Linked DNA regions of Gossypium hirsutum: region 1 is linked to region 2. A link is a contact called in public Hi-C data. All regions are on one chromosome and are shown on one strand. The core of a region is the stretch at or near the end of the contact, and the rest is flanking DNA. Distances in the headings are between cores, read along the strand shown.

What was found. A called contact is a pair of places that touch in the nucleus more often than the background predicts.
Region 1: a Hi-C map of hypocotyl shows a contact between it and region 2, with 2.6 times the contacts expected there. The contact joins the promoter of LOC107948369 here to the promoter of LOC107951827 in region 2. A contact is called at or near these places in 5 of 34 Hi-C or Micro-C datasets (hypocotyl and leaf).

Annotation. Positions count from the first base shown.
Region 1 is chrA12:31,699,281-31,703,535 of Gossypium_hirsutum_v2.1, reverse strand. It overlaps LOC107948369 (E3 ubiquitin-protein ligase RGLG3), which reads right to left and starts at 2,903. Exons shown (of 12, transcript XM_041082543.1): 1 at 2,714-2,903; 2 at 1,270-1,346. The coding sequence starts at 1,338.
Region 2 is chrA12:31,513,704-31,517,589 of Gossypium_hirsutum_v2.1, reverse strand. LOC107951827 (probable methyltransferase PMT26) reads right to left here and starts at 1,659. Exons shown (of 9, transcript XM_016886971.2): 1 at 1,372-1,659; 2 at 41-1,159. The coding sequence starts at 1,102.

The DNA.
Region 1 (4,255 bases), core at 1,654-4,153, 180 kb before region 2:
TCTTTAAAAGGTCTGATTTTTTGTGGCAATTCTAGAACTCCAAAATCCTCAAGAGCATACAAATTCAAGGTCTGGATATAATTCAGTTCCCAATCATAGATGTCAACTTTAAAGTTATACTTTAAGCTCCAAAGCCCAGCAATGTTATAATATAAAGTGATTTTAGCTTTCAAATGATTATTTTAGTACAATGATTAGGCAACTGTAACTGCTAAAACTACCTTCCCAGCTCTATATCATTGTGTATATGATAAAAAAGAGTCTAGTCAGTTCAAACTAATATTTCTCTTTTGAAGCTTCTTCAATGACTACCAAAATGTGATCCATGAACCTATCCTTCAAGCAATACCCAAAAGCACCTAATAATGAAGATGAGTAGTCATTTTACTAAATGACGAGACACCAACATTTCAGTTCAAACTTATATTTCCTTCCAAGTTTCTTAAATGACAACCAAAAGATGATTCTATCCTTTAAGTAACACACAAAAGCACCTAGTAATGAAGAATGACTAGTACTAAATGATGATTCGAACAAATATTTCTCTTTTGAAACTTCTTCACTGACTACCAAAAGAAGATCCTATCCTTTATGCGCTGCCCAAAAGCACCTAATAATGAAGAATGAATGGTCATTTTACTTAATGATGATAATAAGTTTGCCAGGCGCAATTTCTGAAGGATATGAACATTGATCTGTTCCTCTATGTCAAAATATACTTGGATTAGAAGGAAAAACAATAAAATTAGTCAAAGATTTCTTAACCCTTCTATTTTCATATATTGGACCACTTAATCTTTAGTCCAAAACCAAATTTCTTTTCTGCTGAATCCTTGTTTACTGCTGAACATGTGATCTTAGTTCTACCTCAATCCCTCTTTGTTTCTCAATGTATTTAATTACTCCAGCTAATGTGCATCATAAGCCTGCATTCAATAATTTAAAACCATCCAAATCATCCTTTAAATTTAAGATGAATGATTTTGTATTAATCTTTCCATGATAACCAACCAGTTCTGGAATTAATTTTTTGCTGTTCAATATGTTTAAATTTAAGGTATCAGTTCGAAACATCAGAACAGGTCACTTTTCTTTCTAGACTGGCAATTGACTGTGAAAGTGTTATTTTTCAAACAAGACTAAGCAGCCACCCAAAAAAAAAAAAAAACAAAGAATATGCCATATTTTCACCTTATGAGTTGAACTATCAACAAATAATATCTCCTATTATACAAATTAATAATTCAAAGCTAAAGTAACAGTAAAAACCTGATCCAAAGAACTAAAATTGTCAGGTATAAACGGGGCTTGCTGCCTGGGTTGATAGTTTCGATCCATTGAACTTCCTGCTAGGGAAGAAGGTTCATAAGAAGGTTGATGCCAAAAGTCAGTTTGAAGCGAATCATCATATCCTGATTCTGTATTTCCCATACCTGAGGTGAGGAATTGGTACCTTTACTAAAACAGAAACACATCTTTACAATTGTCAGGAAATGCTAATTTATTCTTTCCTTTTTCATTTTTTTTCAAAGAAGACTAGTTTATTCTTACATACAAATACCGCATAAGGCACAACACTTACAGTTTCTTTTTCAAGCATTTACTCTCTCATTAACTTGCATTGCAAAGAGTTTCATTCCAGCATATACGAATTCAGCCTCAGGTGAGAAACTAAAATCTATAACCAACTACTTTAAAAAATAATAAGAGCTAGGATACAAATAACTTCAAGAACTTCTACAATTCATGCAGAGATGAATTTACAAGATTCCGAATTCAAAAACAAACAATAATTTTGAAAAGGGGTAATAAAAAAAATGTGTGATCTTACTTCTAAATGGAACAATTCTAATAGCAATATTTACCATTTAATCAATGATTTTGCTTACAACTGATCACTTTTACTCTATAGAAAACTCGTGGAAATAAAACGCCAATTCAATACAGATAGGAGAAGCCATTTTCTTTAAAAAACTAAATAAATCAAACCCAAGTCAAGATGATACAGATTAGCCCTTTCTTCTTGCACGAAAGATCATACAATTTCCGAAGGAATTGAAGTTATATATCTTTTCCAGTTTCAAATTAGAGTATTTATGTGTTTCCATGACACTTTTAAGACCCCAAAATTTTGGACAAATTCCACTAGAAAATAAGCAAAAAGAAAACAGCAATAAAGAAAATATTAACTCAGAAAAGCATATATATACCCCTAAAAAATCCAAAACAGTTTAACAGAGCCACAACCTTTATCTATCTGAAGTTTGTTTATCTATCATAAATCCTATAATTTCCATTTTAAAAGCAATAAGAAGCTAAGAAACCATAGAAAATAAAATAAAAACTAAAACGTTCAAAGCTGGATTTGCCATTCCAAAACTCCCCCTTTTTAACTTCTTCGATAATCATATCCAGCAATCAACTAGAAATTTATGGGAAAAAAATGGATTTCTCTATTAGATGAAAACAACTTTATACTCAGTTTCTTTAATTAGACCCATTTCTATTTTCATCCAACTTACTTCCTAGCAATAAGAATAATCTAAATTAATTCAAATTCCATTCCTTCAATAAAAATCATATATACACTAAAGAAATGAAGAAACAGATCAAAGATGGTAAAAGTAATCCAACAAATGCAAAAATTAAAATTAAAAAGAAGAAGAAGAAGTCATTTGCATGGAAACAAAGGGAACTTTGTTGAGAAAGTTACCTTTCTGATAAGAGAGAGAAAAGAAAAACGAACAGTGATGAAGATTCAATTGGATTGAAATCTGTTTGAGTATAAAAAAACGATATTCATGAATAAAGACGCTTTTGTTGACGATTTTTTAGAATTTTTCATGGCTTTTCTTTTCTTGTCAGACGGTTCACTAGTCTTATTTCAGTTTCAACACCCGAATATTCTAGTCCTACAGGACTACTTCCATTATTTGCTGTCACAGTCCAGTAATTATCGTTGGATTCATTATCTTTTGCTGCCATGTAGATTTGTAACAGATTCGTTGACTTTGCTAGGCAATAGTGATCAGAACGTGGACCAGATTAGTACGTTTTATATACATATATCATATAATATAAAAATATTCCTAAAAAAATTATTTTTTTCTTTCTTTCTTTTTTAACTCTATTAGTATTGATATTGTTACTATAGTTAGAATATGTGAGTGCTCAAATGCTGTTTATCCTTTTATTTAAAAGTTAAAAAAAATTATGAATAATTTTAAATATATTATAAAAAATTATTCATCAATTTAATGATTGAAAAAAGAGTGCATGGTGTTAATTATTTATTAAATAAATTATCATTACAAATCAGTAGAGCAAGTCACCAAATAGAAATATTCTATCACACAAAAGAGCATAATAAGTTGTATTGAAAAAAGAGAAGATTTTAGCAAAATATAGATTTGAAAAATAAATTTAAACAAAAATTGAGAACGTGTCAAACCTAATGAAGAATTTTTTTGACTCAGGCCCAAATTAGCATGCTTACACATCCCTCTCCTCCCCACAGCTCACCCATGCCAAAGCCCAAAAGAAAAAGGACCCAAACTGAAAAGTGACAACCCTTTTGTCCTATACATCCAAGTACCCCAAACTTTAAAGACTAAAAAGTGAAAACCTAGCTACTACTTTCAAGTGTCAGCAGAAGCTTTTAGTTGAATCAACATTTCAGTATTTCCCTAATCAGGTCTAAATCCCCTTTTTTTTTCTTTTTCTTTATTCAACATTTTAGTTGGATTTTGTCTTCTTCTTTTTTTGTAGATTTATAATTTTTTGGTGATTTTTAGAGAAAAATAATTGAAAAAATGAACTATTGAAATTTAAAAATTGCAACAGATGAAGTCAAGAACTTTTTTGGGTAAGGTTATGGTAATTAAAAATGGTGGTCACGGTGGTTAGAAGTGGAGGAGAAACCGGAAAGAAACTTTTTTTTTTTAGTTTTTCTAAGTTTAATAAAAAGAAAATGAAAATGAACAGATTGAGAAAAGAGAAAAGTATGGAATGATTAAAAAAAGGCTTTAACTTGTATATTTCCAAAAATAAATATTTTATTAAATTATATTTAAAATTATTTTAAATAAAAATTTAATAATACTTTTTTGAACTTATCTAAAATATTTTTAATTTATATTTAACATTTTTTTAATAGATCCCTGTACTTGTCTATAAATTTTTAAAGGTCTAGTTGAACCCCACGCTATTGACTTTTGTTAATAAACAAATTTTCCTCTCTTTAAATTTTAATCCA
Region 2 (3,886 bases), core at 410-2,909:
AGAGCCAAAAAATGAACTAGCACATGTTATGTTAAAGTACCTTTTCCCTGCTTTTTGGCCACTCAATTGGACGCTTATATCGTTCAGGAAGAGGAACAAGGCAGGTTGGTGGTTCTTCTGGACAGTGCCTCTCTCGATGTTCATAATGTTTAGTAGAAGGAAGATGCCTGATTGCTTCGAAATTGTCAAGGCATGGGATATAATCAGGCCCCGCAGTGGAATTGCACAGCTTCCAACTATATTTCTTGGATGATAACTGAGTTTCCTTTTCAATCTTTGATTCTGTCGCCTGAGTAGAGAACGATCCAGTTTGGGTCACGGTTTCATTCAAAAGTTCAGATTGAGCACCAGATGGGAAAACTTCATTTGAGCTCTGGTTTTTCAGCTGACCATCATCTTTTGGTTCATCAGAGCTTTTTTCCAACTCATTATTATCATTTTGATCAACCTTCTCTTCTATCTGATTATCCGCCTGATCGCCATTAGTTTCGGAGGAGCTTTCATCTTGTTTCTTGTCACCATCATCAAGATCAGATTTCTCATTGTTCTCTTCAGATTTCTTGTCATTCTCATTTGAATCAGATTTCTTGTCAGTCTCATCCGAATCAGATTTCTTGTCATCAGAATTCTCTAGGGAATCCCCTTGTCCACCCGAGTCGTCACCACTTTTCTCTCCACCTTCTGAAGCTGACTGCTCATCATGCTTCTTGGACTCATCCATTTTAGTCTCTTCATTTTTATCCTGATTTTCTTGTGTATTCAAGTTACCTTTACCATCATTTTCAGCTAAACTCACGTTCCCGTCCCCTTTGGTGGCATCATCAAGTAAATCCCCGCGGTTATCTTCAAAGTCTGAGGTGTTACTGCTGTCATTGTTATCACTGGTTACCGGTGTAACCTGATCTTCAACCTGATTTTTCTTTTCCTCAGCCGATCCGTTCCCGGTTTGAACAGGGACAACCGAGGACGACGTCAACATCCAAATCCCAACTAAACATAATCCCACGAAAACCACAATAGTGACAGTGGAACAATAACTCGAAGACGATTTCCTATTATTATTATTATTATTATCTACTCTACTATATTTCCCTAACGCCATGATCACTCAGTATTCCCTTCCTTTCTAGTCAATACTTCAAAATTCCACACCTGAAATCTATTTTCAAAAATAAAAGTTCAAAACTATATTTCAACGAAAAGCTAATGATTCATTAAAAAAAATGCAGCTCAAATAAGATCTAATAGAATTAAAAGCAAACACTAGCATATATAAACAAGTAACTACATATTTCAAAATTATAGTCAGAAACAACCAGATCTAGTCAAAATCCAACTAGATCTACAACAAACAAAGAAAACGAAATTTACCAGAAAATCCAAAACTGAAGAGATCTGAAAGAGAAAATTCTTAACTATCTTTACTGCTTCATTGTTTCTGCATTAAGCAAAGAATTCTAGCTTATAGCTGTCAATGGAAATTAAGGGGAAAAAAGCAATGAGAAAAAAGAAATCTAATTGATGGTTTAATACAAGGGAACTAGATTTTAGAGTTTATATAAGGAGAAAACAAGGCGTTGAAGAGAGTAGAGAGAGCTAAAGTGACGGCCAAGGTAAAAGGAAAAAGCCGCGGAATCAGTGGGATAATAGCATACGTAATCAATAAGAGGTATTTTTATTTTTGCAAAAAAATAACTATTGGATTGAGGATGCACTAATCAAATGACAATTTTGCCATTTTACAGATTGTATAACATGTTTTTGTTATGAAACGGAGAATAAATACAATAAAAAAACATAGAGATAGATGAATAAGGATATTTATAATCCTCTTCAAACTTTATATATATAGATAAAATTTAAAAAAAAAAGATTATAGTGAAGGAAAAAAGTACTTGTATCTATAATGTATATAACATATTGTTTCATTAAAAATCTTATCTGAAAAATCTAATAGGACAAAACATTGTTTTAGTAAAAAAAGTATAACACGTATTTATTCTACTCATAAAAACATCACATAAGTATTTATATCGCCATTCTTTTGAAAGTCATAAGTGAGGAGAAATTTGGGGAAAATATGTGTTGATCTCTTTAGGAGTTTGAACAATAATCATCATAAACTTTGATCACGATCCTTCTATAAAAACATATGTTCAAATCAATTCAATAAATATTTACGAAAATATATTGAACAATTTCCTAATAATTTATATATGCTTCTAACATTCCAAATTTTTCAAAGATTTTAATATAAACGTCACTATATGGTGATTCATATAAAAATTGTAACAACTATCATTAGACGTATATCAAATTCTCATGAACTGTTACATTAATAAGATATCTAAAAGTTATTGCATCCACCACAAAAGAATATTTTCATAATCAATGCCAAGACTTTGTGAAAAACTTTATATTTCTTATTTCTTTTTCGCAAAACTACTTCATTTGAACTCTCACTAGCTTTACACATTTAAATATTTGGACTATTGGTCCAAAAACTTCACGAATTTAATTCTACTTGAGTTGTATCTTTCTATTTTGACCAAAATATTTTATGTAAATATTTCTGAACAAATTTTGTAACACCCCTAACCCATATTCGTCTCCAGTACAAGGTTACGGAGTATTACCGGAGTTTATAGAACAAATATAGTTAATTCATATCATTTACTATTCATATTCGAAATCAATCATATTGTCCCTTAAATGAGCCCTCGAGACCCAAAATATGCATTTAAAACAAGTCAAGACTAAACTGGGAACTCAAAGAATTTTTTGCAAAATCTCAAAAATTTTCCAATGTGTAAGGGACACACACCCATGTGGCTAGGCTGTGTATCTCACACGGTCGAGAGACACACCCGTGTCTCAAGCCGTGTGGACATTCGAAAACCCGTGTCTAAATTAAGGTGGTTACTGACTTGGGTCACACGACCAAGCCACACGCCAGTGTGCTAGGCCGTGTGAACATTTTAATTTACATTAATTAGGTGCAGGGGCACATGGCCAAGTCATACACCCGTGTGCCAGGCCGTATGTCACACAAGGCTGAGACATTCGCCCGTGTCTCTGCCCGTGTGAAAAACCTGAGCATTATGTTTTGCAATTTTAAAGATGCAGAGGAGACACGACCGAACCACACGCCCGTGCGCATGGCCGTTGTCACACAGGCTGTGACACACGCCTGTGTCTATGCCTGTGTGGACAAAATAAGGCCATTTCCTAGCCTTATTTCTCACCCAAACTGGTCTTTCACCTACATTAACATTTTAACACATTCCCAATCCAATATAAATCATTCAAATCAAGCCAAAATAATTTTTATGTAAGACATATCAAGACATATGCTCAAGTATCTATACTTACCAAAATACCATATGTACATATAGGCATGTTCTATCAATTTTACTATCATAATCAATATGCCTATATGATTTTCATTAATCATCCATTTCAAACACACATTAAGCATATTAAGACCATTTTATATATCAAAACATACCATTTACAAGCCATACCAATGGCTAATCCCAACCAAACACATATATGCCATCCTTAACAACTTTAGCCTATATATGCCATTATACTCAAAAGAAATTTTTGCTATTTATATTGAAACGAGCTGTAGGATAGTGTGATGTAGCTCCGATCAACTTCCAACCTTTATAAACCTCCAAGTACTATAAAACAATAAAACAGAGTAAGCAATTAATGTTTAGTAAGTTCGTATAACGGAAATTATCTTACTATTCATTTACATTTATGGTAAGCATACAAACACATTCCAAACAACTTGGCCAAAAGCCTAAGCACATAATCTCACCAAACATGTTAGTTATTTATTTCATGTGAATACCAAGAATAAAGATGAGCTCATCAA